Regions from separate parts of the Xenopus tropicalis genome. Here region 2 is linked to region 1. Evidence: chromatin contacts called from public Hi-C data. All regions are on one chromosome and are shown on one strand. The core of a region is the stretch at or near the end of the contact, and the rest is flanking DNA. Distances in the headings are between cores, read along the strand shown.

What was found. Hi-C and Micro-C count contacts between places; a contact is called where the count stands out from the background.
Region 2: a Hi-C map of neurula embryo shows a contact between it and region 1, with 2.1 times the contacts expected there. The contact joins the enhancer-like site here to the promoter of acot7 in region 1. A contact is called at or near these places in 5 of 5 Hi-C or Micro-C datasets (brain, gastrula embryo, liver and 2 more).

What each region holds. Positions count from the first base shown.
Region 1 is chr7:98,991,953-98,999,268 of UCB_Xtro_10.0, forward strand. It overlaps acot7 (acyl-CoA thioesterase 7), which reads right to left and starts at 4,240. Exons shown (of 11, transcript NM_001078900.1): 1 at 4,142-4,240.
Region 2 is chr7:99,066,978-99,074,293 of UCB_Xtro_10.0, forward strand. No RefSeq gene overlaps it. Among named protein-coding and RNA genes, the nearest start is that of espn, 22 kb to the right of the region's middle. Within about 2 kb of position 4,739, at least 2 of the 11 cell types and tissues checked have an H3K27ac peak or open chromatin away from gene starts, as enhancers often do. A contact at or near this core is called in neurula embryo, where this site is marked.

The DNA of each region.
Region 1 (7,316 bases), core at 2,990-5,489:
CATATTTTAGGCTTTCCATTAATGTAGCTCATTAAGTATGTGGAATCATCTCAATATTTATTTCCTAGGGTGAAAGGGAAAAAAACCTCTCCAGTGTTCTTCTATTATAATTAACGGGCATAGCCCAAAGCCAACAGTAGCTGCATTAGGTGAAATCCACGCAAGAGGACAGAGTTGTTGATTTACAGAACACATGATATTGGGTGTGCTGTCCCAAAATACAGCACTGTTTTTGTATAGCTCCCTAGTTGTGCAAAACAGCCACCTGGCTAAATTTGATCTACAGAAAGCAAATATATAAAATTTTAGATATTTTTCCCTTTGTAATAACCAAACACAAAGAACAGCTTCAAAGCTATATTTAAAAGCATGTCGCAAATTTGATAAACACTATAAGATCACTTTTTACTGGAAAAACCACCATTTACTTGTACTGGATCTTTCATAGTTTAATTAATAGAATAAATCCATATTTATTTCCAGCCTACCACTGCAAATAGAAAGGATGCTCTAACTTTTTTTTTAATAATCCCTAAAATGTAGGTTTAAAAAGAACTTAATAGTTCTGTGTGTCATGTATTTTTTATAAGTGCTCCCATTTCAAGGGAATCTTGTAACCTTAACCTTAATTGACTGATAAGCATTAAGAGGTTTTAATGTAATGTGGAGTTTACAAAATTTTAAGTTTAGAAAAACTGTTACATTGAGTATAAACTATTGTTCAGGGGTCCTCAAACTATGACCCGAGGGCCGGGTATGGCCCCCCCCCCAAGGTCATTTACCCAGCCCGCTCCCCGTTGCATCCTCACCTTTGGCTACTACCTGTCTGCCACAGCATAGCAAAACAAATTGATACATTTAAACTTGCCCCCAATTTACACTTTAAAAAAAGTTTTTCTGCAGACTAACATTAGCAGAGATATACCAGCAGGGACAGCGGATTTGGATTGGTTTGACCAACCTATGGAATTCTAGTGCAGTGATCCCCAACCAGTGGTTTGTGAGCAACATGTTGCTGACCAACCCCTTGGATGTTGCTCCCAGTGGCCTCAAAGCAGGTGCTTATTTTTTGAATTTCTGGCTTGGAGGCAAGTGTTGATTGCATAAAACCCAGTGTAAAGCCAAACAGAGCTTTCTATAGTCTGCTGGACCACACAGGGGCTACCAAATTGCCAATTATAGCTCTTATTGGCACCCCCAGGAACTTTTTCCATGATTGTGTTGCTCCCCAACACTTTTTTTCATTTGAATGTGGCTCAAGGGTATAAAAGGTTGGGGATCACTGTTCCAGTGTATATACTTAACTTAACTAGCATGTAATCACATTTCCATTTTGATTTACCTCAAGGGCCTCTACGATATTAGGAACCAACCTATTGCACCCTAAAACAAGCCCTGCATCAGAAACCCACTCGGCTTTATGGGGCCCTTGACAAGTAGGACAATGGTTTCCCAATGCAGCAGAACTAAGTGTTGTTGTTGAGGACCCCAAGATTATAATGCCCAACCAACATTGCACCATTACCATATCCCCCAAAGGGCAGTGCATGCCTTGCAGCAGAACATGTACCATATCCCACAAAGGGCAGTGAATGCCTTGCAGTTGCAGCAGAACATGTACCATATCCCCCAAAGGGCAAAGCATGCATTCCAGCATAACATGTACCATATCCCCCAAAGGGCAGTGCATGCATTGCAGTAGAACATGTACCATATCCCACAAAGGGCAGTGCATGCATTGCAGCAGAACATGTACCATATTCCACAAAGGGCAGTGCATGCATTGCAGCAGTACTTGTACCATATCCCCCAAAGCTTGAAAAAGGGGTCACTTTGCCCCGAAACGTTGCACTACCGCAATAAAGTTTGAACTTAAGGGCTTGTCCCTATTACAGCTCTGAGTGCCATTGCATTTGTGGTTACTTTGGATTTTTGGAGGGTGCCGATCCCCCCAGCAGTGTGCACCGGGCTCATAATCTAAGTTGGAGAGCTAAGGGTGTGCGAGGAAGGTCTCTGGTTCCCCTATCCTCCAAAGGGCAGTACATGTATTGCAGCAGTACATGTACCATATCCCACAAAGGGCAGTGCATGCATTGCAGCAGTACATGTACCATATCCCACAAAGGGCAGTGCATGCCTTGCAGCAGAACATGTACCATATCCCCCAAAGGGCAGTGCATGCATTGCAGCAGTACATGTACCATATCCTCCAAAGGGCAGTGCATGCATTGCAGCAGTACATGTACCATATCCCACAAAGGGCAGTGAATGCCTTGCAGCAGAACATGTAACGTATCCCAGAAAAGGCAGTGCATGCATTGCAGCAGTACATGTACCATATCCCCCAAAGGGCAGTGCATGCCTTGCAGCAGAACATGTACCATATCCCACAAAGGGCAGTGCATGCATTGCAGCAGAACATGTACCATATCCCACAAAGGGCAGTGCATGCATTGCAGCAGAACATGTACCATATCCCACAAAGGGCAATGCATGCCTTGCAGCAGAACATGTACCATATCCCACAAAAGGCAGTGCATGCCTTGCAGCAGTACATGTACCATATACCACAAGGGCAATGCATGCCTTGCAGCAGAACATGTACCATATCCCACAAAAGGCAGTGCATGCATTGCAGCAGTACATGTACCATATCCCACAAAGGGCAGTGCATGCCTTGCAGCAGAACATGTACCATATCCCATAAAGGGCAGTGCATGCATTGCAGTAGAACATGTACGATATCCCCCAAAGGGCAGTGCATGCCTTGCAGCAGAACATGTACCATATCCCACAAAGGGCAGTGCATGCATTGCAGCAGTACATGTACCATATCCCCCAAAGGGCAGTGCATGCCTTGCAGTAGAACATGTACGATATCCCCCAAAGGGAAGTGCATGCCTTGCAGCAGAACATGTACCATATCCCACAAAGGGCAGTGCATGCATTGCAGCAGTACATGTACCATATCCCCCAAAGGGCAGTGCATGCCTTGCAGTAGAACATGTACCATATCACACAAAAGGCAGTGCATGCCTTGCAGTAGAACATGTACCATATCCCACAAAAGGCAGTGCATGCCTTGCAGCAGTACATGTACCATATCCCCCAATGGGCAGTGCATGCATTGCAGCAGTACATGTACCATATCCCCCAATGGGCAGTGCATGCATTGCAGCAGTACATGTACCATATCCCCCAAAGGGCAGTGCATGCATTGCAGTAGAACATGTACGATATCCCCCAAAGGGCAGTGCATGCCTTGCAGCAGAACATGTACCATATCCCACAAAGGGCAGTGCATGCATTGCAGCAGTACATGTACCATATCCCCCAAAGGGCAGTGCATGCCTTGCAGTAGAACATGTACGATATCCCCCAAAGGGAAGTGCATGCCTTGCAGCAGAACATGTACCATATCCCACAAAGGGCAGTGCATGCATTGCAGCAGTACATGTACCATATCCCCCAAAGGGCAGTGCATGCCTTGCAGTAGAACATGTACCATATCCCACAAAAGGCAGTGCATGCCTTGCAGTAGAACATGTACCATATCCCACAAAAGGCAGTGCATGCCTTGCAGCAGTACATGTACCATATCCCCCAATGGGCAGTGCATGCATTGCAGCAGTACATGTACCATATCCCCCAATGGGCAGTGCATGCATTGCAGCAGTACATGTACCATATCCCCCAAAGGGCAGTGCATGCATTGCAGCAGTACATGTACCATATCCCCCAAAGGGCAGTGCATGCATTGCAGCAGTACATGCACCATATCCCCCAAAGGGCAACACAAGCACTTCCGCAATGAAGCAAAGGTGGGTACGGTGTATATTCCCCGCCCACTCCCAGAGCAGTAACCTCCCACCTGCAGGTAGGAACTAGGGTTCCCCCAGCCCCAGCTGCGCAGGGCTTTACTCGCTACAGACACAGGGCTGGTATAGCGCTACATAGGTACATGGCAGCCTGCTGTTAGGGAGCCGGCACAGGGAGGGGTCCCGGCCAGACAGCCCGGCACATAATACACGTGTGCGGTGACACAGCAGGGACTGGCGGCCTGGCCCCTAACCGCGGCCCGCCTAGTGCCATGTACACCCGGGAGCGGGCAGTGGGATAGGTGCCGCTGGGGGAGGCTTACCTGCTGATCTGGATGGCTGAGGATGAGGAGATCTTGGGGAGAGACATGTCCGAGGAGGTTCGGCGGCTGCAGTGAGGAGAAGCGAGGCGGCCGGGCTGCTGTAGGATGGATGCTCTGACTGAGAGGGGAGGGGAATAAGGAGGGGACAGAATGGCTTTGGCTCACTCAGTCCTTTGGCAAAGAGCGCCAAACTCAAACACTGGCTGCGGGTATCTAACAACATGACCAATGTCACTCTCCGATATTTAGTACGTTCCGATTATTATATGCCGCCTGGGCCCAATAATCTAATATTACTCTTCAGTTAGGCACATGTATTCTCATTGTTATAATCTAATATTACTCTTCGGTAAGCACATGTATTCTCATTATTATAATCTAATGTTACTCTTCAGTAAGCACATGTATTCTCATTGTAGTTGGTCCCAGATAATACATCGTATTTGTGATGGAGGCCTGAATGGCAATAATGATAAGGATCCTACCTTTTGCATGAAATTATATAAATTATCCTCTTGGTTCATTCAGTCCCCTGTCTGATGCAGATGAGAAAAAGCAAATGTAAAAACCCACTTTTTAAAATGATTCCCCATCCCAGTTCTACCTATTACTTAACTGTCACTACTATAGCTGCCAGGAGTCTAACTATAGAGAAGTCAGATTTTATTAATCATTTAAAATTCATATTTGTCACATATCACAAATTAATTTCCAATTCATATATGTACACCTAATTGCAATAAATAAACAATCTCAGGCCAGCTTGTTCTAGAGCAGTGATCCCCAACCAGTGGCTTGTGGGCAACATGTTGCTCCCAGGGGCCTCAAAGTAGGTGCCAATTTTTACATTTCTGCCCTGGGGGCATATTTTGGAAGAACAGAGACATATTTTTACTCCAATCAGATAATCCTGCAGGCTGACAAATAGCCAATCACAGTTCTAAAGGTGGCCATACACGGGCCGACTATAGCTGCCGGTATCGGTCCCTTGGACCGATTCGGCAGCTAATCGGCCCGTGTATGGGGAGAGCAGAGCGGCCTGGCCGACCGATATCTGGCCTGAAATTGGCCAGATTCTCGATCGGCCAGGTTAGAAAATCTGGTCGGATCTGATGCGGTCCCCGATCCGACTGCCCCATTGCCGCCCACATAATCCGATCGTTTGGCCCCAGGGCCAAACGATCGGATTATTATTTTTTTTACCTAAATGGTCCCCGATATCGCCCACCCGTAGGTGGGGATATCGGGGGAAGATCCGCTCGCTTGGCGACATCGCCAAGCGAGCAGATCTGCTCGTGTATGGCCACCTTTATTTGGCATCCCCCAAAAAATGTTTTCATGCTTGTGTGGCTCACCAACACTTTTTACATCTGAGTGTGGATCACAAGTGAAAAAGTTGTTTTCATTGATCACGCCATACACCTTGTTAACCTTTGGAAGATTTCTTGAATATATTGGGTTATTGCTGCCATGCACTTGCATCACTTAATTCACTGTTCTATCCTGGATGCTTAAGAGTTCCTTCTATATTGCCAGCTTAGTCTTCCACTTCAAATAAATGGATACATTCATAGCCCTCTCTGCTTTTTTGGCAAAAGCTTTGTTCTGGGAAAAGCAAATACTAAAAAATGTGATCCTCGCAGCATATCTCTGACATTAGTACACATCTGCAATAAGCTGCATGAACTCAGGGCGTCCCCTGACCATGAGGAGACCATAATGCTGTGTATCTGACTGCAGGCCTGAATCTACCAAAGGGACAATTAAATCAATATGATTAATCATGGTGTGATGTAGTAGGTTGCAGCTAGCTATATATCGATCGTAAGCCATCACAGCTAGGAGAAAACATTCTGTGCAGGCAAAAACCATAAAAGACAAAAGCAAAATGCAGTGGAGCCAAGCACAACAATCTGGGAGTTAAAGGACACTTTTAAGGAATACTGTCTGTTTGTGCAAGGACTGTCAGTCTGAGTAACTGCACTAGTGAACATAAGCCTTAGCATTTATAAATTTATATATATTTCTTTCCGCTAGCTATACATTGCACTGCAGTGGAATTCTGCTGCAGCATGCATTTGTGTCAAAACTAATAATTCTTGCCCTGCCTATAGTCAGCATTAAACGGTTCTACTGTAGGATTATAGAAAGCTTGATAAACAGCAGGAATAAATGGAAAAAAATCACAAAGCAACAGATTTATAGATGCAGCGCTGATATAAAAGGACTGATTTAGAGAGAGACTTGGTGCTATGTAGAGCTCTGTTGAAACCAGGCTTGCAATAGGCTGGTTTCAGTTGAGTCACAAATACACATATCCAAGTGCTGCTAATGTGATTCAGCCTCAATGCACTGCCCTAAATATTGTAAATTAGATTTTTAGTCACTGACATATAAAGATATAAGAAGTAATTTATTACCCTGCTTAGTGCAAGATCACTAAGGGCACAAGAGCAGAACCCTAAGTGCCCATTTTGGAAACACTTGCATTCTCCTGCATTCTGTGCTAATATGCAGACTGTGCCTTCTGCTACTTTGTACCCTGTGCCTCTGAGTAAAAACTCTGGCTGAGGGAGCAGAGATGCTCAACCATCGTGCATTGCATCTCTGTCAATCACCCTCATCCCCCACTTGTCAAACTCATCACACTCATAAGGGGGGAGTCACAAAAGTGGAGATAACTGTTTTTGGAGTAAAAGTGGTGGTAAAACACTTCTCTATATATGCTAAATTCCAACTCAACCACCACTTTTCAGTTTTTGGTGCAAGAAAGACGGTTTACACACACTTTTATGAATTTGTCTTTTAAACAACATTTTAACAGCATTTTTTCTCGACATTTTCAAAATGAAATAGAGCTCAATGTAACACTTACTACTCAGTCACATAGTTCACTGGGGGACTTGAATTTAATTGCATCACCCCCTGAGGTAAGGGTAGGTGCAATGGGGTCTTACTACTCAGTCATATTGTTCACTGGGGGACTTGAATTTAATTGTATTACCCCCTGAGCTAAAGGGTAGATGCAATAGGGTCTTACTACTCAGTCACATTGTCCACTGGGGGACTTGATTTTAATTGCATTACAGTTTAATAGGCAGTGTAGGACTCACCTAAAATGAGGGGCCTTGACGTGGCACGTGAGCTTACATATTTTAGCCAAAGTGTGGTACTA
Region 2 (7,316 bases), core at 3,489-5,988, 76 kb after region 1:
TTTTTCCTAATGTTAATAATAATAGTAAAGACCGTATTCAATGAGTGTTCTCTGAAATGGCAGCACTTCGCTGATGAGATGTCACATTCCTTCAGAAATTGGGCTTCCAGAGTTACTATGGAAGTCGGAGTTGGCCTTCTGCCTTTACCCCTGCACTAGCTGACTGTGCCTACATACCCCTAGGTTTCCCTGACAATGAACCCATCAACCATACATCACCCTTCCATGCTCACAGCAGCTCTACTTCCCAGAATGGCCACCACATTAAGGTCCATATAGACACTGACCCTCAGTCTATCCTCACGTTTTGTTTGAAAACAGCTCATTATTTGTAAAACTGAATACTACATTAGAACACAGAATCAAATTTAATCCTAACCATTAATTTGTTAATCCCGTTCCGACCCTAGTGCAACTAGTTGCTGTCCAACTGGTGGTGCTGAAATTACATTATTCGATTTAAACTGAATAAACACAGCCGGTTGCACTAGGGACTATCGCCCCTTTCCTTGGATGCATACTAGTTTATTACTGGTAAATATTTTCAGTAATAGTCAAAGTTATCTATACAACTATTACCGCACAGCATAATATACTGTAATATATATTCATCTTTCTGATAAGGTTGAATGTAATCGATCTGCTAGCACCAGCATCAGCTCCAGCGGTGACAGAGCATCATAAGAAAGATTTTTTTTGTAAAATATTCTTTCTTTATTGCATTTTCAAACGAGGGGGATCGGTACAGAAGACAAAAGGTGGGGGGGTGCATTGTCCATGGTGTATCAACATATAACTTTGGTTATGACTGAAAGGATTTTTTGCATAACTGCATTCATTTATTTCTAAGTGGCAAGCCACACAGATTATTGAATTTAGGTCAGATTGACCTATAAAACATATTAAACATATTTAAACATTGCTCTTGCAAAGTAGTTTAGGGAAAATATTTTAAAAGAAATTAAAAGATTTAGGGACAGGTGTCTGTAAGTGATAGACACTTGTAAGAAACAGATCCCTGGAGGAGACAAGAAAAATACCCCTATAAGGGATAGGCTTAACTGTGCTCAGACCCATGTAAAAAAACATTTACAATTATGAAAAGGTTATTTTAATTTCTTTTGGCTCTAGATTATATCAATTATGCATTAAACATTAATTACACACATTAGGATTGGTTGTTACTTACGTTCCATACTGAAAAGGTAGCATCTAAGGGGATGGATCCAGTAGCAGTGCATGATTATACAGCCTCTCAGTTGGGCTAAATTTAACTTATCTTAAAAACGGTTAACATCTCTGCTATATATAACCTCAAGGACCATCTTATGTCCCTAAGCCTGGCATGGTGGTGTTTTATTTAATATGAGTTCAATGAATTTGGCTTTTGCTTAATATACCCTTTGAATAATAATAATAATAATAATATTTCTCTGTTTGTTACTTGTTAGATAATTAGATTATCAGAACACAGATAATCCCCCTGCATAATGGGCTCCTGCTAACCAAACAGTCACAGGGTAATTGAAAGGGCTTTTACACTGGTAATCTAATTATCTACCTCACAAGGGCCAAACATAAAGCAACTTCAATTTCCCTGTTTGTCCCCTTTAGCTAAAGAAATAACAAAACCCACAAATTTCTTGTGATAACACAGTAGGCAAAAAAGTATGTTCAGCACAAACCCTAATCATTGAACTCATGTCGAAATTGGGGTTTGTTTGTTTTTTTTGTCCCTGGTCCTTTTTCATATCCATTCAGTAACATTATGTTCCCTCTCTGTTAGCACTTTGGGGGTAAATGAAAAAATGGCTTAACTTTACTACTTGTATATTACCCGATGGCTACCAATTAGAATGTTGCATTTTCTGGTCAGCTGTTTGAAAACAAAGATCTAATTGTTGCTATAGGTTACTAGATGTGGACTAATAAAATCCTTTATATAACATTATTCCCTTAGTGTTAAATTAATTCCATTCCAGTAGCTACTGCCGTTTTTTACAGCCCTCTGGTTTTAATTCTCCAGCCTTTTGTATCGGTCCCAGCAAGACACAATGTTACAACTTCATTTTCTGTAGTCCCTAAACTTTATCAGCCCCCATCAGTAACCATCCAGCGAAATAGTTCAACTATAAAGCCTACTAGGATTCATATTTGGAGCACCCTATCATCCCCTCGCAAAATTAACCCATATAGACCCAAAAGTTTAACTGTTGCAGTCCAGAACTCCCAACATAACAGCTAACTGCATAAATAAATATCTATGTGCGTAAGATTGACTGATGTTGTACTACACATTTCCTTAGGCGGTTTGCCGGCTCCTTGTAGCTCCTTTGTAAATACACTTACAAAAAGGCGGCGCAGAGTATAAGTTGAAGATTTTACTCCTAGAATAGTAGGGTGGTGTACTGTACACAGATAATATTATTACTTCGAATCTGCTCCCCAACACCCAGCACTACAGAAAGAACACAGTTTACATTGCCAATACGGTCAAAGCAATATTCTCCCTTGTACCTTAGATACTGATCTGGCGCAGTGGATGCAGAGCATCAGCAAGGACATTGGTAAATGACACCTGACTGCAACAAAATGCTATTCTAACAGAGAGAACTGATTTTGATACACAGAATGGTGTCACAGTCCCACCCAGTTAAATAATTAGGTAAATTTGTATTTTAATTGTGCTCATATCAGGTCCATATGGAATAATGCATCCCAACTATCAACACAACTCTCCAAAGGATGGGTCAATGAAAACACTTTATATATGGCTCTTTTTAACTGTAAAACGGACAGTGTTTTTTTAAAAAAAAAAACTTTTAAACAAAGCACACACGTTTTAAGAAGATGTATGAAAGTCCTACAGATCCAGCAATCCTTACACTGAACATCAATTTCGGGATTACCGAATCTTTTCTATTATATGCGCATGCGCACAATGTATTTTAGGCAGTAGCCTCTATCCTCTCAACTCAAAAGCCGCTAGATCTGCTGTGCCCATTGTTACTGTTTCTCTCCAGCAGTTACCAAACGTTATAAAAGTGGAATACTTGGAGTTGCACTCCAGCCACAGCAGGGGGCCCTTCACATGACTGCTTATTATCAGGGCAGTTATTGTAGAAACCGTTATGCCGGCAGCCCTTTCCCACACTGAGGCCCTTGGGATCCCTATGATGGGAATAATTCAGTACTGGGCACAAGAGCTGCACGCGTCAGGGAACAAAGCAGGGAGCAGATGGGGGCAATTTTACACAATAAGATCTCCCATCCCAGTTATACTAATTGGTAGCCGCTTCTTTTTATCTCATAACGACTCATTGTACTGCATTCATTCATTTCTCCGTTCATGTCTCTATGCATCAGAGGATATTCTAGACCTCTAGGGTGAAGACACACTGAGCTACTAGTAGCAGCTACTTTTTCATGGCTACTAAATTCCAGAAAATCCCCTGCCATAGACAATACTGAGAATTGCCTCTGCTTAAACACAGGTTGAGACCCTAATCAGTAAATGATCAGCATTGTCTATTTTAGTAGCCACTACAAGTAGCTCCTACTAGTAGCTCTGTGTGTCTTCAGCTCCTTTCCCTTTATCTTATCTCTTTTACATAGACAATTCCCAGTGCATAATCTCTGACTAGTCGTTTGTATTCTATATCTTAAAGGAACAGTAACACCAAAAAATGAAAGTGTATAAAAGTAACTAAAATATAATGTGCTGCTGCCCTGCACTGGTAAAAGTTGTGTGTTTACTTCAGAAAGTCTACTATAATTTATATAAATAAGCTGCTATGTAGCCATGGAGGCAGCCATTCAAAGGAGAAAAGGCACAGGCACATAGCAGATAACAGATAAAACACTATTGTATTCTACAGAACTTATCTGTTATCTGCTATGTAACCTGTGCTTTTTCTCCTTTTTTCCAGCTTGAATGGCTGCCCCCGTGGCTACACAGCAGCTTATTATATAAATTATAGTAGTGTTACTGTAGCAAACACACCAGTTTTACCAGTGCAGGGCAACAGTGCATTATATTTTTATTACTTTAAAGCTCTTTCATTTTTTGGTGTTACTGTTCCTTTAATAGCCTATTTGTAAATGGCGTCCTTTCTACTCTCCACTGTTATTTTATACTTAACAGCCTCCCGTTCCCTATTCTATTTCTATTAACCTTTAGTAGATGGACGTCAAAATAGTTGCTGTCTTTTTGTCTTTTTGTCTTACAGTATTGAAATGTATCAACGTCTCACCATGGAGTCTGCGCTGTTCCCTTGTTGGTGCTGAAATCCTACCTGCCTGTGCTTCTTTAATTGTTGTCCCGGTAGCCCCAACAGTGTTCACACTGATACTATTTATCTTTACACAATTGATCCAAGTAAATTATCATTATTTATTTTCCCTGCCCTCAGGTCAGAATCAGCCCAATGGGGAATCAGCCACCCGTCCCCAGTCACAGAAAGGTGGTTCTTTGAGTTGAAATACAAAAAGATGCAACTAATCTGTATTTATTACTATTATTATTTTTGTTTTTAATATGAAAATAAACGTCCTGGCAAACGACTCCCCCTCCTGTGGGCTTCGGTTGCTACACAGTATAAAATCACAACCCCTTCAGTATTTCACGTATTGGTTTTCCTCCCCCTCCCGATCCTGCCTGTGTGGGTGGTCCCCAGTCTCTAAGCTTTTCCTTGGATCGCACCAAGTTCATGGAGGGGGGGGGGGGCGGAAGTGCCGGACTGTGAGGGCTCCGGGCATGAGAGCTGCACGCGTCAGGGGCAGTGACACAGAAGCAGATGGGCCAACTATTTACTAACGTTCCTTTCTTTATCTTCCCATAATGAACTGAAAGTCATTGACAGGAATCGCCTGAGTCTCATTAATCTCTCACTGACTCGTTATAGAGCAGGCAGCTGCCAGGAAGTGTGAGCTCTACACATGCATTCTTATATACCTTCCATACCTCTATACAGCAACATTCTAACTGATCCAAAGGAAGGAGGGCTGACATACATGGGAAATGCACTTCAAACATCGATGTGGAGTTTCAGATTTAATAGAGACAGCAAGTGAGAAGTGCCAATACAAGTCACATTGGGGTGAAGACACACAGAGCTACTAGTAGCAGCTACTTAGCCCTGGAAAATCCCCTGCCATAGACAATACTGAGGATTGCCTCTGCTAAAACACAGGTAGAGACAATTATCAGTAAAAGATCAGCAGTCTTTTAGGGCTCTGGCACACGGGGAGATTAGTCGCCCTGCGACAAAACTCCCTGTTTGCGGGCGACTAATCTCACCGAGTTGCCATCACCTGCCATCCCACCGGTGGGATGGCACACGCGGCGGCACGATTTCGGGAAATCGCCAAAGTTGCCTCGCAAGGCTTTTTCTGCGATTTCCCGAATTTGCGCCGCCGCATGTGCCATCCCACCGCCGACAATGATGGCAACTCGGGAAGATTAGTCGCCCGCGAACAGGGAGTTTTGTCGCGGGCGACTAATCTCCCCGTGTGCCAGAGCCCTTATAGTAGCCATGACAAGTAGCTGCTACTAGTATCTCTGTGTGTCTTCACCCTTACAGCAGGTACTTGCCACAAGGAATGGGCAAACTTTTTGCCCTGTACAGTTTCCTGGCAAAACCTGCAGTGAAAATAGTTGCAAATCCATGCTAGAATTTTGCTATGCATTTTGTTTTACTAGAAAAAAACATAGTATTTTGCCATGAGAAAAAAACCACAGAGAAACTCTGACTCATTATTGTGCTTCCCTTGTCTTTATCAATTAATTGAATGTGAGACCTTCCCACCCTCCCCCATATATTTAATGAGCTGTCCCGGGGATAAGGTTGCCACCTCGCCCCTTTACCAGCCACAGAATGGATCCACATCCTGCATGGCCAGTTAGCAATTAATTAGATTGATTCTGCGTTCACTGCTAATAAGCCATGCAGGATGTAAATTCAATATGTGGCTGGTATTAAAGGGGTGAGGCGGCAACCCTACCCTGTGCTTGTTTGTGTAACAAGGTAGGGCTGGGGAATGTTCTAATCCCATTGGTTGATTAAAGGCAAGGAGTGAATAATAATGACACATGTATTTTTTTCTGGTGAAACAGACAGTGTTTTTTTTCTGTGGCAAACCAGTTGTTGGTGAGACTGCAAATTTTGCCCCCAAACTGTTACTGGATGTTAGAGTTTGCTCATTGCTAATGGTGATGCCAAGGTTATAATAGATCTGATTAATACAATTATGTTGAAGCAAAGGCATGACATTAATGTCATAGACCAGTGCTGTCCAACTTCTGTGGTGCCGAGGGCTGGAATTTCTCTTGCATACATGGTGGAGGGCCGCTAATGGAAGCCAGTTTTGACCACTCCCCTTTTTTAAACCACACTCACTTCAAACCACACCTATTTTATCACAATGGTGGTAGTTCAGCAAAAAACCAAATGCTTGGTCCTTACTGTGGGGATATCAACCATCATTCATATGTGAAATAATTATATTATGTCATATTAAGATATACCCTTAAATCCATATGCCTCCTCCTCCCCTGTGGATAGCACAGCAACCCCCAGCACATAATTACACACCTTAGGGACCACTTAACGGCTATTTCCAAATGCTAACAAACTCCCAGAACAAACCCCTGCCATGTTCACCTCCCACAGGCAGCATAGGGCAGGCAGAGTATGGCACACACAGGCAGCACTCTGCCTGCCCTACCCTGCCTGTGTGTGCCATACTCTGCCTGCCCTATGCTGCCTGTGTGTGCCATACTCTAAATGCCCTGTGCTGCCTGTGTGTGCCATACTCTGCCTGCCCTACCCTGCCTGTGTGTGCCGTGCCCTATGCTGCCTGTGTGTGCCATACCCTCCCTGCCCTATGCTGCCTATGTGTCATATTCTGCCTACCCTATGTTCCCTGTGTGTGCCATACACACAGGCAGCATAGTCCAGGCAGTACCTACAATGTCTGAGGTTTGAACAATGGGGGTGATTACAGCCTGAGCCTGAGGTGTGAACACTGCAGGGGTTGATCAATGCAAGGATTAAAAGGTGTGAACAACACAGGAAAATACATTTTTAAACAATACAGAGGGATTACAGGACCATGGGTCCAATAAATTGTGACTGTCTATGGCATTTAACAGTAGCCCCTCTGGCATTTGCCAGAATCCACAGATTGGCAGTCCAAGCCTGAAGGTAAGTGTCCAAACAAGGGCATAACATACTATGCACAGGGCTGCTATCCATGAATAGTGGTACTGCAGGGGAGGGGCAGTAAGAGTATGGAAAAATTACCTTGCAACTAAT